Linked DNA regions of Mus musculus: region 1 is linked to region 2. A link is a contact called in public promoter capture Hi-C data. All regions are on one chromosome and are shown on one strand. The core of a region is the stretch at or near the end of the contact, and the rest is flanking DNA. Distances in the headings are between cores, read along the strand shown.

Region 1 (6,613 bases), core at 3,989-6,488, 66 kb after region 2:
GCTTCCATTCTGTGCACATGGACAGAGAATCATTATGGTGTCTATATTATACTGTTGATTGAAAAATCCAAGGCACAAAAGTGCTGAAAACCTATACGTTTAATGTCATTGTTTAATATCCACTTACACACATATACAAAATAAAGAAAATGATGGTGTTTGTCCTTGCATATTATCACCTCTCAAAGATCAGGTGAGGGAGGCTGAGGAGAAGGCTCAGCAGGTAAAGCACTCAGCCTGCAAGTGTGAGCACTGGGGTTCAGATCCCCATAACTCACCTGAAGGCCTGGTGGGCATGGTAGCCTGCCTAAAACCCCAGTGTACAGGAGGCAGACACAGGGCATCATCAGAACAAGGTGGCTAGGTTAGCCAGAATCAGTAACAGATTTTCCCCAATAAAAACTGGAGACTGACTGAGGAAAACACCCAATGTCGACATCAAGCTTCTACACAAAGTGCACATGCATAGGTACATATGTGAGACATGTACATCCTCACACACATACATTTAAAATGAAAGGCAGGTGAGGCAAAACACTTGGGAGGAAGAGACAGGAGGATCACAGCAAGTTTGCATCCAGTCTGGTCTACACAGCAAGTCCCAGGCAAGCCAAAACTATGTAAACTCGTCTCAGATATACAGGTTAAGAAATTGGGGACAAGGCTGCATGCCGGCAGTGCAAGCTTTGGGGAGGTAGAACAGGAGGAATTTAAGAAGGAAGATCAGGAGTTCATTTAATCAGCTACAGGTCAAGGCCAGCCTGTTTCAAACATAGGACAAGGGCAGGTAAGAAATGGCCAACAGTGGTTATACTCAGGAAGAGAACAAAGGTGGCTATGGGTCACCTTAGGACAATGATTTTTCATTCTGTTGTCTTTTCGATTTTTTTTGAATTTCAAACCACATGAAATCTACTTAAGTGAAAATATATAGAGAAGATGAAACAGAGGCAGTGGTTAGGTAATTAGAGGGGAAACATTTCATAGACAAGATGTAATGGAAGGGGACCGGGAAAAACTAACAAAGCTCTCAAGACAGCAGAGCTGCACGAGGCACTTCAGTGTCACTCATATGTTCCCTGACACTGTCATGTCTCCCATGTCTACTCTCTGCTCATTAAACGGCTCTCTGCTTCTCCCAAACCTTGACGCTGGTAATGTCTCAATGGTGCACAGGAGTACGCAGGTCATCAGAAAGGTGGACCCTCTGACACCAGTCTCTGAATGGGTTAATGCCAACACATTCATAAACATCTGGAGCTGCAGAGCTAAAGGCCCAGCCTTGGGCTACTGTGACCCCAAGTACAATGGAAGTATGATGGAGCCAGGTCTCAAGCAGCCAGTTACCAGAGACATACCTGGCTCTTACACTAGTTTTTCCTCATTTATCAATCATTTATCAACATTGGTACACCCTCTAACTTTATCATTGCTGAGATCAGTCCATGTAGGTATTACTTTGCAAGCTGTCATGACAAGGAAACTGCACTTTGTGCTAAGAATAAGTCATAGCATTTGGGAACGGGAACTGTTTGAGGCAGGGTCTCACATAGCCCAGACTAGCCTCAAACTTGAACTTCTTATCTTCCTTCCTTGCCTCCAGCTCCTGAGTGCTGGGATTACAGGGGTAGCCACCTCAGATGGTTTAAATTGTGACTTCTTTGTTTTTTGTTTGTCTTTGACACAGGATTTCTCTATGTAACAGCCTTAGCTGTCCTGGAACTCACTGTAGAGACCAACTGGCCTCTAATTCACAGAGATCCCCCTGCCTTCCCCTCTCAAGTTGGGACTAATGACACGCACCACAACCACTAAGCATTGGCATTTTTTTTTTTTAATACAAAGCAGTGTCAAAGCAGTCCAGGACATTCGGAAACCTGACTCAACAGGCCTTCTACTGAATAAAGGGAAAGGTGCCTGCTTAGTCTCTATCCCAGTGCTGAATGACATTATTTTAAGGATCAACTAACAAGTATCACTCCTAAACATGATTTTAAAAAGAAGAGTCAGGGGACTAGAAAAGTTACTCTGTGGATCAGAGTTCATAGTGTTCTTTAAAAGGCCTGAGTTCAGTTCCCAGCACCCACCTCAGATGAATCCTAATCACCTGTGAGTCCAGTTCCAAGGGATCAACACCCTCTCCTGGCATCCATGGACACTGCACTCACATATACATATGATTTAAAATAAAAATAAAACGTTTAGGAAACATAATTTTTCCTGAAAATAAATAAATAGAAACATCAGGTGACAAGATGGCTCGGTGGGTAAGGAAAGATGCTTGCCAGCAGGCCTGACCATTTGAGTTCATTCCCCACATGGTGGAAGTTGTTCTCTGACACACACACACACACACATACACACACACACAAATAAATAAATTAAAACATAATATTAAATTTTAAAAAAGAGAATTCATTGCCAAAGAGCTATTTTGGAACATTACAAAAGTATCCACTTAGAGGTCTGTAGTCCAGGCAACATCAATACACTAAATACTAATAGATGAACTCTCCAGACCTTGTCTGGTGAGCTCTCAATTTTCTGAAAAGGACAAGAGGAAAACAGAAAAGTAAACTCAAACTCAAATCTTATTTCAGTGAACAGTCTTCTAACTCTTCCACCAACTGCTGGTCCTTTTTATCAGGGCTGAGCAGGTCATGATCTACTAATGCAAATATCTCTCTTTCCTACCCTCTGAGAACTGCCTACGAGTTCATCACAAAACCTGAAAGTGGAAAAGAGGAAGAGAATGAAGGAGGGGTTAACCGGCAGACAGGGCTGAACATTCGGCAGCTAGATAAACAGGCCTCTGCAAAAGCCTGTTTGACAGAACTGAAAGATAATGGACACGTGGGCATCTCTTTTTTTAATAGTGGCAAACGCGTTGAAGAGAATTTCTAACTTCAGAACATTCAGGATCCAAGGTTTTAGTATCAGTGGCAGACAGCTACTAGGCTTTGTTGTTGGTGTCGTCTGTTTTTACATCTTAATTATTAACTTTGTGGAGATTGTACATGTATGTACTAGAGTCCACGTGGAGGTCAGGAGACAATTTATGGGAGCTGGTTCTCTCCTCTTACCCTGTGAGTCCTGGGGATCAAACTCAGGTTGTCAGTCTTAGTGGCAAGCACCTTTATTCACTGAGCCCTATCGCAGGCCCCAGTTACTAGTTCTCATCAGGAATTAACGAAGTTCTATGTCTGATTATATCTAGTAAGGCTATTAATAAAGGGCAATGGGAGATTTGGAGGAAGACCTGGTAAATTAACGTGTCTCTTCCCCATGGTATATGTTATTGGGATGAGTAAGCATACAAACAACATGAGTACAGGGGAGGGGGCGGTTCTAAAAATCATCAACAATGGTTTCTGCTCAGTGGATGCCTCGCTGCGACTTAAAATTGTCAATGAGGACATCAGAGGATTTGAGTAGACCAAAGGTGCTCCTACACTGTAAACCAAACCTTCCAGTAGATCTAACAAGAATCAAGCTACAAGAAATTTCGACTCCTCAACATAAATTGAACTCCTGTTAACGCAAAAATTCTCGAGAGAAGTCTGGGGACCTGCTTTGCTGACAGTTCACTGCATTTGCCTACTGATAGAGGTCACTAAAATTTATTACTAGGAGTCTAAATCAATGCATCATCATTCTTGCGCCCTCCTTACATAACCTTACTCTAAAATAAACCATAATCACATGAAGTATGGGCTAAGTATCTATTGCTTTTCTCAACATTAATACACACACACATCTGAATGCTTTATACTACTTTATACCCATATGCTACATGGCAAATTCAGGAAATGAACTAAAGTAAATACCCCCTCCCAATTATAGCTGCTCCTACCTACAAAGCTGTACAGAATTCACTAGTAAATTTTCTACCATATTGACCTTTAATTGTAACACAGCATGAACCTTTACAGACACAGAAAACAAAGGCTAAGTGGTTGTGGCCAATTTCTATTTCCTCTCTAAAGGTGTAATCACCAGGGAAATAACGAATTGGGGGAATTCCTTGCTTCCTTTTCTCCCTGCTTGAACGGGTCCTGCACTACAGTCCAGGTCTGCTAGTTTCGCTCACCACACACGCATGAGGCCTCCACAACCCAGGCTAGACTACCTAGAAATCCGCACTGTGTCACTGCATAAGGTAGCTGTTTCTCAGTGCACACGACCTGGGTGAAGAAAGCCACCTAAGCACTCGGTCTGAGCTCAACAAGGTGGTAAAATGACAGGAGCTGCTAACGACATAGCAGACAGCAAGGAATGCCACCTTTAAATATCATTTCGACAGTTTTTCTCTTAGTCATCTCACCTTCCTCCTCGTCACCCCCACCGCCACCCCCACCACACTGCAGCTCACCCACAGCTTTGCCAAGTAAAAGGCTGCCAGCTCTGCATGACAGCGAGCCCAGAAGCCATTCAGAGTCTGCAACATAGACAGTCTCACCTGAACACACCGGGCAACCCCACCCCCCACTATATCATCCCCACTTCGCTGACACACACACACACACACACACACACACACACACACACACTCGCCCACACCAAACCCCAAGTCCCAAGCCCGAGGAAACCCAGCAAGCTCATGAGCGAGGGTGGCTCGCGTGGTCATACGAAGAGGACTCGCCCTGAGCTCCAGAACCCCCTCCCCACTCAGGCCATCGCAGCTCATCGCCACGCCGCCGCCCCGCAGCTGGCCCCCCGCCGGCGCCCCGGATGCGTTACCTTTGGACTGGCAGTCAGCACAGAACTTGTTATCTTCCTCCAGCAGCAGGTTGGCCAGGACCGCCTGGTACCGATCCACGTCCTTCACCGACTTGCCTGTCATGGCCAGGGTGCCGGCGGGGGCAGAGGGCGACGCGCCCCCTGCACCCCCCAAGAACCCCTGCCTCTGTCCGGGGCTGAGGCCTTGGGGTCCCCGCCCAGGCGGTCCTCTCGCCCGGCCCGGAGCAGCCCCGGGGTCAGAGCCGTCAGCGCCCCCGCCCCGCAGCCCCTCAGCCCCTCAGCGCGGCGCCCCCTGGCGGGCTTCGGGCAAGGCAGGGACTCGCGGAGGCTGCGGGACCCCAGAAGTGGCCTAGGTGGAGCGAGCTCCCGGCTTCAGGCGTGCGGGACGCACACTTGACCCCGAGTGTTGAGGGTCTGCCCGCTGTGCTTCCCGCCTCGGTTTCCCTGGCAGCTGCGACCAGCTCAGCCGCCACCTCCACCGCCTACTTCCGGCAGCTCTTCCTCTCCTCCTCCACCCAGCCCAACCCGCGCATGCGCCCCGCCCACCGCGCTGCACTGGGCTCTCCCCTTGGCTCCGCCTCCTAGGAACCAATCCGGGAAGAGCCGGGGGCGGGGCTTAGGTGGAAGCGGCGGGAGGGAGGACACGCCCCCTGCGTGCCCTTGGAAAAGAATGAATGAAGCCGGGTGGAGAGGGAGGAGAGTGAAGAGAATAAAGTGAAGGGAACGACCAACATTTACAGAGCTCATACTGTGTGCCATGTACTGCTCTAAGCGCTTTCTATCAATTATCACAGTATGCTCTTCACAGCAACCTTTATAAGATGTGTGTTTATTATCCTTATATAATACAAGGGTTGTGGCTATCCCAGACTCCTTTAGGTTAGTCTTTCCTTCAAGAGACAAAAGGACTCACCCTCTGACCCGAGTTAAAGAGACATTACACCCTCCCTCGTGATCACTTCTAACTTGGAATGCCTCCTGCCGCTGATATACATTAGTCTTCTCTGTGACTACTGCCCTTTTTGAGCATCGCTCTGACTAGTGTCTAGGCAGAACTTTTCTTTCCTTTAAAAAAAATTTTTTTTTGAACAGGTTCTTCCTAAGTAGCCCTTGGTGGCCTGGAACTTTATATTGTAGATTAGGATAGCCTCGAACTAACAGAGAACTGCCTCCAAAGTGCTGGGATTAAAGGTATGTGCCACCATACCTAGCCTCCTTTACTTGCGTGTGTGTGCATGCGTGCGTGTGTGAGTGCGTACGTGTGCGTGTGCGTGTGCGTGCGTGCGTGCGTGCGTGCGTGCGTGCGTGTGTGTGTGTGTGTGTGTGTGTGTGTGTGTGTGTGTAGGTGTCCAAGGAGGCCAGAAGAGGGCATTGCAGTACCTGAAGCTGGAGTTTCAGCTGATGGATGAGGGTGTGTGATGTGGGTGTTGGGGAAGGAACCAGGGTCCTATGAGAGATTACCAAACTCTCTCACCTGCTGAGCCATCTCTCAGGTTGTTTGGGGGAGAGCCAGTTATAGGGTAACATGGAATAAGCAGCTACTTAAAAATGGTTATTAGGTATTATTTTCCAAAGCCTCTCTTGTTACAAATAGTGTCTTGAACCCACGGCCATCTTCCTGTGTATGCATTCCGTCCCTTCACTCATCAAATTCTTAAAAGAGACTGAGAAAAAACAGGATGTGCTAAAGGGGAAGAGAACGCTACTTCCTGATATTTGCTCTTAAGGGATTCTTCTGAAGGCTAGAGTAATAGACCAGGGAGGCCAGCAAGACAAAGTGTTTATTTGCCTCTAAGACAGCAGTCTTGTTCATCTCTACTTTCTCCCAAGACCAGGCTCCCCTCAAAATGTTTATATTATATATTTATTTATT
Region 2 (6,851 bases), core at 2,912-5,411:
AAGCTTTCTTGTTGTGTCCCATTAGCATCATGGGATAGCAGAGCTGTAGAAGGAGAAGAGCTGTGAGGTGTATACCTTCCCAGCTCCCCAGGCCCATTGGCAGGGGCTCCTTCCCCAACACTCACAAAGACCATGTAGCCTTGGCCAGCCTGGAGCTCAGAGATCTGCCTGCATCTGCATCCTGCTCACTGGAGACTCAAGCTTTCCACACCACACCGGACTTGCTCTTGTTTTTAGACAGGGTCTCACTCGGTAGTTCAGGCTGACCTCGGCTGCACACTCAGATGGGCACCACATTCTTTATTATTAACTAATTCATTCATTTATTCACTCAGCACCACATTCTTTTTTTTTTTTTTTTTTTTTTTTTTTTTTTTTTTTTTTAGTTTTTAGAGACAGGGTTTTTCTGTATAGCCCTGGCTGTCCTGGAACTCACTTTGTATGTAGACCAGGCTGGCCTCAAACTCAGAAATCCGCCTGCCTCTGCCTCCCGAGTGCTGGGATTAAAGGTGTGCGCCACCATGCCCAGCTCTCAGCACCATATTCTTAAGCTTTGACTAGGCTGAACGTCCCCACTCTGTGGTTCACTTTGAAACCCACTCCTTAAGTATGGATTTTTCTATCCCTTCTCCAATAAAAACTAAGACACTATCTAGACCTGATTCCATGGTATCTGCCTTAAGAAAATCTTAGTCCATGCAATGGAAGATGGCTTCTTGCCCTTTGCATACCAAAGAACCTGTTTTAAAGGCTATCTGCTATTATTTTTATCTGTGTCTCCCCCACCAATTAATAATAAGCATCATCACACATAATAACTCATTCATGCCAGACATGGTGGCACTCACCTCTAATCCCTGTACTCAAAAGGTAGAAGTTGGAGGATAAAGAGTTAGAGGCTAGCCTCTGCTACACAGCAATTCAAACTGGAGGCTAGGCTGGTCTATACCAAACACTGCCGCCACCAACAAAGAGAGGTAATGAGGCAATATTCATTTTTATCAACTGTTAAGATGTTTAGCCAGGGCTGGAGAGATGGCTCAGCAGTTAAGAGCAATGACTGCTCTTCCAGAGACCCTGAGTTCAGTTCCCAGCAACCACATGGTGGCTCACAACCATCTGTAATGGAATCTGATGCCCTCTTCTGGTGTGTCTGAAGACAGCTACAATGTACTCATATACTATAAATTAATTAATTAATTAATTAGTTAATTAATTAAAAAAAAAGATGTTGAGCCAAAGTCCCTCAGCTAGAACATAAAAACTCTGGGCTGAACACAAAGCATTATGGGTATGAATGATGAGACCACACAAAACACTGACTCCTCTTCCTACCCTACTACTCTGCGCAGACTAAGACTTGGGCATGTCTTAAAGGAATTAACCAACTTAGGTAAAATGAGAGCAGTCAGGCATTTTGTTCTTGCCTCTCAGAGAAAGAGGATGAAAAAAAGATTACCAAAAAGACTGACTAGGGCAAAGATGACCAGGAGTTTTGCAGAAAACCTGAGACTCGGGCCAGAGACCTTTGATTCCCTGATTCTGAGTTAGGCTCTCACACGCAGGAACTGGCAGTGGGGGAGGGGCACATCCTGTGGCCTTCCTTCCTGTTATATATTGTTTCTGGGGACAGGGAAAAGAAGGGACACACAGCAAAAGTCACCAGGAAGCAGAGGTAGGAGCCCAGCATTTCCTTCACAAATATCCCCTGACCCCCATGGCACAAGCATGAACCCGCATGGATCTTCTTTCCCCTAAGTTATCCCCAAGGGACCACCCCTTCTTCCAACTTTGTCTGTTCTCACCTTCTCCTCCAAACATTTTTGTCACATCCTCCCACAGGGACACCTCCTTCAACTTCACCCAGGTCGCCTCAGTGGCCGGGGTGATCAGGAGCTGCTGAGGCATGATGGCGCCGGCCTGACTGGGGGTGGCAGCTTCGGGTGGGGAAACTGCTGGAACTTTCGATGAGAGGCTTCCTGGTTGTATCGTCCTCAGGCCATAATCTTTTACCCTGGAAGAGTTGTTGAGCCCCTGCAATATCAGAGACCATTGTGAGATGAAGAACTCTGGGTATAGACGCTTCATCTTTGGGAGGCAGTCCTGTAAGCTGCTTTGAGGCCTTTGGACTCCCCTTCCTTTTCTTTCTTGCGACAGGATTTCTCAGTATAGCTCTGGATGTTCTGGAATTCACTCTGTAGACCAGGATGGTCTTGAACTTAGATATCTATCTGCCTCTACCCCCTGAGTGCTGTGATTAAAGGTGAGCACCACTATGTTTGGCTGTACTTTCTTTTAAACTTTATTTGTCTGTCTGTCTGTCTGTGTGCCATGGTGCTCAGCTGGAGGGTACAAGATAACTTATGGGAGTCCATTCTCTTCTTCCAACAAGTGGGTCAGAGGGATTGAGCTCAGGCTGTACGACTTGGCAGCAGGTGCCTTTCCCCACTAAGCCATCGGACTAACCTGCTTTGTGTGCCTAGAGAGCAAAAGGCATGAAAGGAGAGACCCAGAGAACCCATCATACAGCCAGAAGTCCAGAACTGTCTTTATAGCTGCAAAAAGGCCTAGAAGATTCGGCACCAATACTGAAATAATAGTGTCCTGGATACAGAAGTAACCCTCAACTTTAAACACATAGATACAAAGACGCCAGTACCAAAGGAAAAAAAAAAGTACAAATGTCCACATGCCCTGACCTGACCACCTTGTAAGCTGCATGCCCCTTCTGCCTGCTTACATATTTGGAGCTGGCGCCAAGGAAGGCTCTTTGATGTCTGACCTGTATGTAAAGCTGAGACCTGAGGCACTTCAAGTCTGACCTTCAGTTTCCTCATCTATAAAATGTGGATGTTAACTACTGCACAGGGATGCAGTGTTGAGACAATGTTAGGTCTACTAAGTTAACAATTAAGACCTTTTTATTTTAAAGCTGTACAATAAACATTATCTTAAAGTTTAAAAAAAAAATCACGGGCTGAAGAGATGGCTCAGCAGTTAAGAGCACTGACTGCTCTTCCAAAGGTCCTGAGTTCAAATCCCAGCAACCACATGGTGGCTCACAACCATCCCTAATGAGATCTGACACCGTCTTCTGGGGTTTCTGAAGACAGCTGCAGTGTACTTATAATAAAGAAATAAATCTTTAAAAAAAATTAAAAATAAAAAAAATCACATGCGTTTATTTATGGGGGTGGAGGTCACATGCCAACTTTTGAGAGTTGGTTCTCTCCTTTTACCAGGGCATCAGACCTGTCTGCCAAAGCCTTTACGGGGCCCCAGTGGCCATCATGTTTTAGAGTTATTTTAGAAAACAATTAGAAAGCTCAGCTTGAATATCTCAGTTGATAAAACAGTAATTCACAGGGCTGCGCTTTGTCATAAGCCAGCAGCAACAGTCGTCATCACACACTCCAAATGCCCAGCACAGCTGGTGAAACGAATCCCCGGTTCAGATGCAATTAAAACTGCAGGGTTATGTGCTCCCACAGAGCTGGAGAGGAGGAAATATAGTATGTCAAGTGCAAGTAGAACCACTACAGAACTGACCATAACAGCAATTTGGAAACAACCCGAATCCATCATCTGAATCGCCCATTCAGCATATGAATAGTTGTGGACACTGGGACCAGATTCAGTGGACCTGATACCCAAACGCAGCTCTCTCTCGGGGAGGGGACTGCTCTTTGAAGTCTGGGGGAAGAGGAGGAAAGGTGAAAGACTGCCTGTCCAAAAAGACCGGAGTTGGTGCAAATAGCCCCGACTATGTAAAAAGTCTCGTCACTAAGTGCAAACTTTGTGCTGTTCCTTCCGAAGGAGCTGGCAATCCCAGAAGCTTGCTGAACGACCCATCGGCAGAACTTCGCAGGCAGCCACCCGGTCGAGCTCGCAGCTCCGCAGCAGAGTCGCCTACTCACCGGAGGATCTCCGGATCCGTTCCCGCCAGCCTTCCACGCTCACACCGCGGCGCCCAGTGCGCAGCGTGGCTTCCGAGGGACACAGGACACCGTCGGCCTCCGGGCTGGACACCGGCCTCTCCCGCTTCTCACCCGCCGCACCCGGGAGCGGAGCTCCGCGCGCACAGGCGTCCTGCCCGGCCTTCTGTCCCAGCCCAGGACCTGCGGCGCCGGCTGCGGCTCAGATGCCCGAGCTCCGCCGTTTCACCCCGCCCCTCTAGCCCGGTTCGTGTCCCCGCGCCTCCACCCGGGACCCGCCCACCCCACGCTGCTCGCGTCAGCGCCCTGCCCGTGGCTCCGCCCACCCGGGTGCTGCGCGACCCAGATCCCGGAAGCCGGAAGCCGCCCGGGCAGACCCAGGGGCGGTGTCCAGCGAAGCCGGCAGCCCCTGCTGAGGGTCTCCTGTACCCCGTGGCCCGGCGAGTCTTCCTGGAGAAGCCGCTTCTCTGTCATTCTTTCATTCTTAAGGCTTCAGGATGCAGCCTTAAATCGCACGCAGTTCCTGCTCTCTCCTAATCTCCTAATTCTGGTGAATTCGATAAGTAGAAAAATAGACAATCCAAAAGGCAACAGGGGCCTAGAAAACAATAAACTTAAAAAAAAAATTCCGGGATATGTATTTTTAATGTCCCTAAAGACATGTATTAGTTTGCTTAAGGCTGCCTCCCACCCCCAAAGAAAAACACTTCACACCGGTGACTTAAACAATAGGAATTTATTTTCCCATGGTCCTGGAAGGTAGAACCCCTTTCTTCCCATATTCTCACGGCGTGTTTCCTGAGTGCCTGTAGCTAGGGGAAGTGTCTGGTGTCTGAGTTAGCCTTCCTCAGTTCCTCAATTTAACTTATCTCTTTAAAAGTTCAGTAAACATATGGCATTGAGAAAATAAAACTGAGCCCACTGGAAGATACAGAAGAGATGACGACAGAGTAAACACTTACCAGAGCAAAAATTGGAAAACCAGCATCCAGAAAGTTAATCCAAGTTGAAAGCGGCTTTTGCCCAGCTATCTGGAAAACAGACCTTTCATACTGCACATAGAGACTGGGAGGGGGAAAAATGAGCGGACTTGGGACTGATATAGGAAACCCTCTCCACATGAGTAGAACCTCGAAGGGCTGGGTGTTCTCTTTAATGTGTGTGTGTGTGTGTGTGTGTGTGTGTGTGTGTGTGTGTGTGTGTGTGTCTGTGTGTGTTTGGGATGGGGGAAGATAAGTGAAACAACATGGGAAAAATTCATGAACTGCAAAAAAATTTCGTGTCGTTGGCTGTGATCTTCGTTCAAAGTCATCTCTATCTATTGAGTTGAAGACAGTGGCACTTGGGCTGTAAATTAATTTGCAAAAAAAAAAAAGACAAATTGGCAGTAGAGAGTTTATTAAACACTACTGTACAGTTGCATCTGGTGCTCCTGGAAAAGGGATTGCACCCCTGAGAGGAGTGGAAGATCTTTGGAGTTGGCAGAACTAAAGCTCTGAGTTTATCTCATGAGCTGTTTGTCAGTGTCCCCATCTAAGGGACCCGCTGACTTCTGTCTTGCTAAGCAGTTAGTCTTACTGCACTAAGTAACTAATTAGCTAACTCTTGATTGGAACAGACACCAGGTGTCATTCAGAGTAGGCTTCAAATGCCTGTATAATACATCACAAGTCATTGGTTCCCCACAGTCCCACTCTGATTGTTAATGTGGAAGGAGGTTTGTTTGTTTTGTTTTTGACTCTACATGTTACGGGGGCGGGGGGCATCATCTTTAGCAGACAGCATTATAACTGTAAGCACCCGGCTTCCCTTCAGTTACAATGTCGAGTGCAGACTTAAAGATAAGCAAGCTGTGGGCATAGTCCCATGTGGTGTTAGGGTGCCTACTCAGTCTGCCTAAGGCTCTTCATATTCAACTCCCCAGTTCATGGTGGCACCAACCTGCAAAAATGACTGTTTCCTTAAAGAAATAAAATGTGGCTGGTTGGTGGTGGCACACTCCTTTGATCCTAGCACTCAGAAGGCAGAGGCAGGAAAGAAAGAAAGAAAGAAAAAAGGGAAGAAAGAGAGAGAGAGAGAGAGAGAGAGAGAGAGAGAGAGAGAGAGAGAGAGGAGAACCTGACTTGGAGTATTTTGGCAGACACCTGGAATCTCTAAAGTAATTTTTGAAGGCAGACTCATTGATATGTGTGTGTGTGTGTGTGTGTGTGTGTGTGAGAGAGAGAGAGAGAGAGAGAGAGAGAGAGAGAGTGTAAATATGTAAGTAACCTAATAAAGGTTTTCAGTGCATGTTGTGACTCAGGGTAACCCCTGAAAGAACAGAAACATTCAACTTCAAGTCAGTAAGGAGGGAAAGGAATAAAAGAGAACCAAGGGCAGCTGTATGCAAATAGCTCTATGCACTGGGGCTGCCTCATCACAGCTGAGAAAGTGCCCACTGCTGTGATGCTATTGGAAGAGAGCTGCAATAAGTCAAGACATGCTATCTATAAAAAGACTGTCTTAGCAGACAGCAAAGTCCCTGAGATGGAGCGTGTGTAGTAATATGCAATGGCCAGCACAGATTTTGGTATGGTTTGAGGCAAACCATGGTGAACACATTGAGGCTAGTCTGAATGACATGGGATGCCAGTGGAAAGTGTAGAACTGAGAATCAGCATGGTACAACCAACTATCTATCTATCTATCTATCTATCTATCTATCTATCTATCTATCTATCTATCTATTTTTGGTTTTTCGAGACAGGGTTTCTCTGTGTAGCCCTGGCTGTCCTGGAACTCACTTCTAGACCAGGCAGGCCTCGAACTCAGAAATCCGCCTGCCTCTGCCTCCTGAGTGCTGGGATTAAAGGCGTGTACCACCACGCCCGGCTAACTTTTGTTACATGTTTTTAGTGTGTGCACGTATATAGTCTC

The links. Capture Hi-C pulls out chosen DNA fragments and counts their contacts.
Region 1: a contact with region 2 is called in a promoter capture Hi-C map of adipose tissue. The contact joins the promoter of Smap2 here to the promoter of Zfp69 in region 2. A contact is called at or near these places in 13 of 39 promoter capture datasets (the C10 cell line, the HPC-7 cell line, cranial neural crest and 9 more), 1 of 15 datasets of contacts at CTCF or cohesin (the NIH/3T3 cell line), 11 of 484 Hi-C or Micro-C datasets (the G1E-ER4 cell line, LSK cells, Th1 cells and 4 more), 10 of 115 datasets of contacts at active chromatin or transcription factors (the 230-238 cell line, CD8 T cells, the SCID.adh cell line and 4 more) and 3 of 9 other capture datasets (adipose tissue, liver and pancreatic islet).

What each region holds. Positions count from the first base shown.
Region 1 is chr4:121,012,009-121,018,621 of GRCm38.p6, forward strand. It overlaps Smap2 (small ArfGAP 2), which reads right to left and starts at 5,239. Exons shown (of 10, transcript NM_133716.3): 1 at 4,741-5,239. The coding sequence starts at 4,843.
Region 2 is chr4:120,947,527-120,954,377 of GRCm38.p6, forward strand. It overlaps Zfp69 (zinc finger protein 69), which reads right to left and starts at 4,162. Exons shown (of 6, transcript NM_001384119.1): 1 at 3,918-4,162; 2 at 1,806-2,034; 3 at 1-43. The coding sequence starts at 1,908.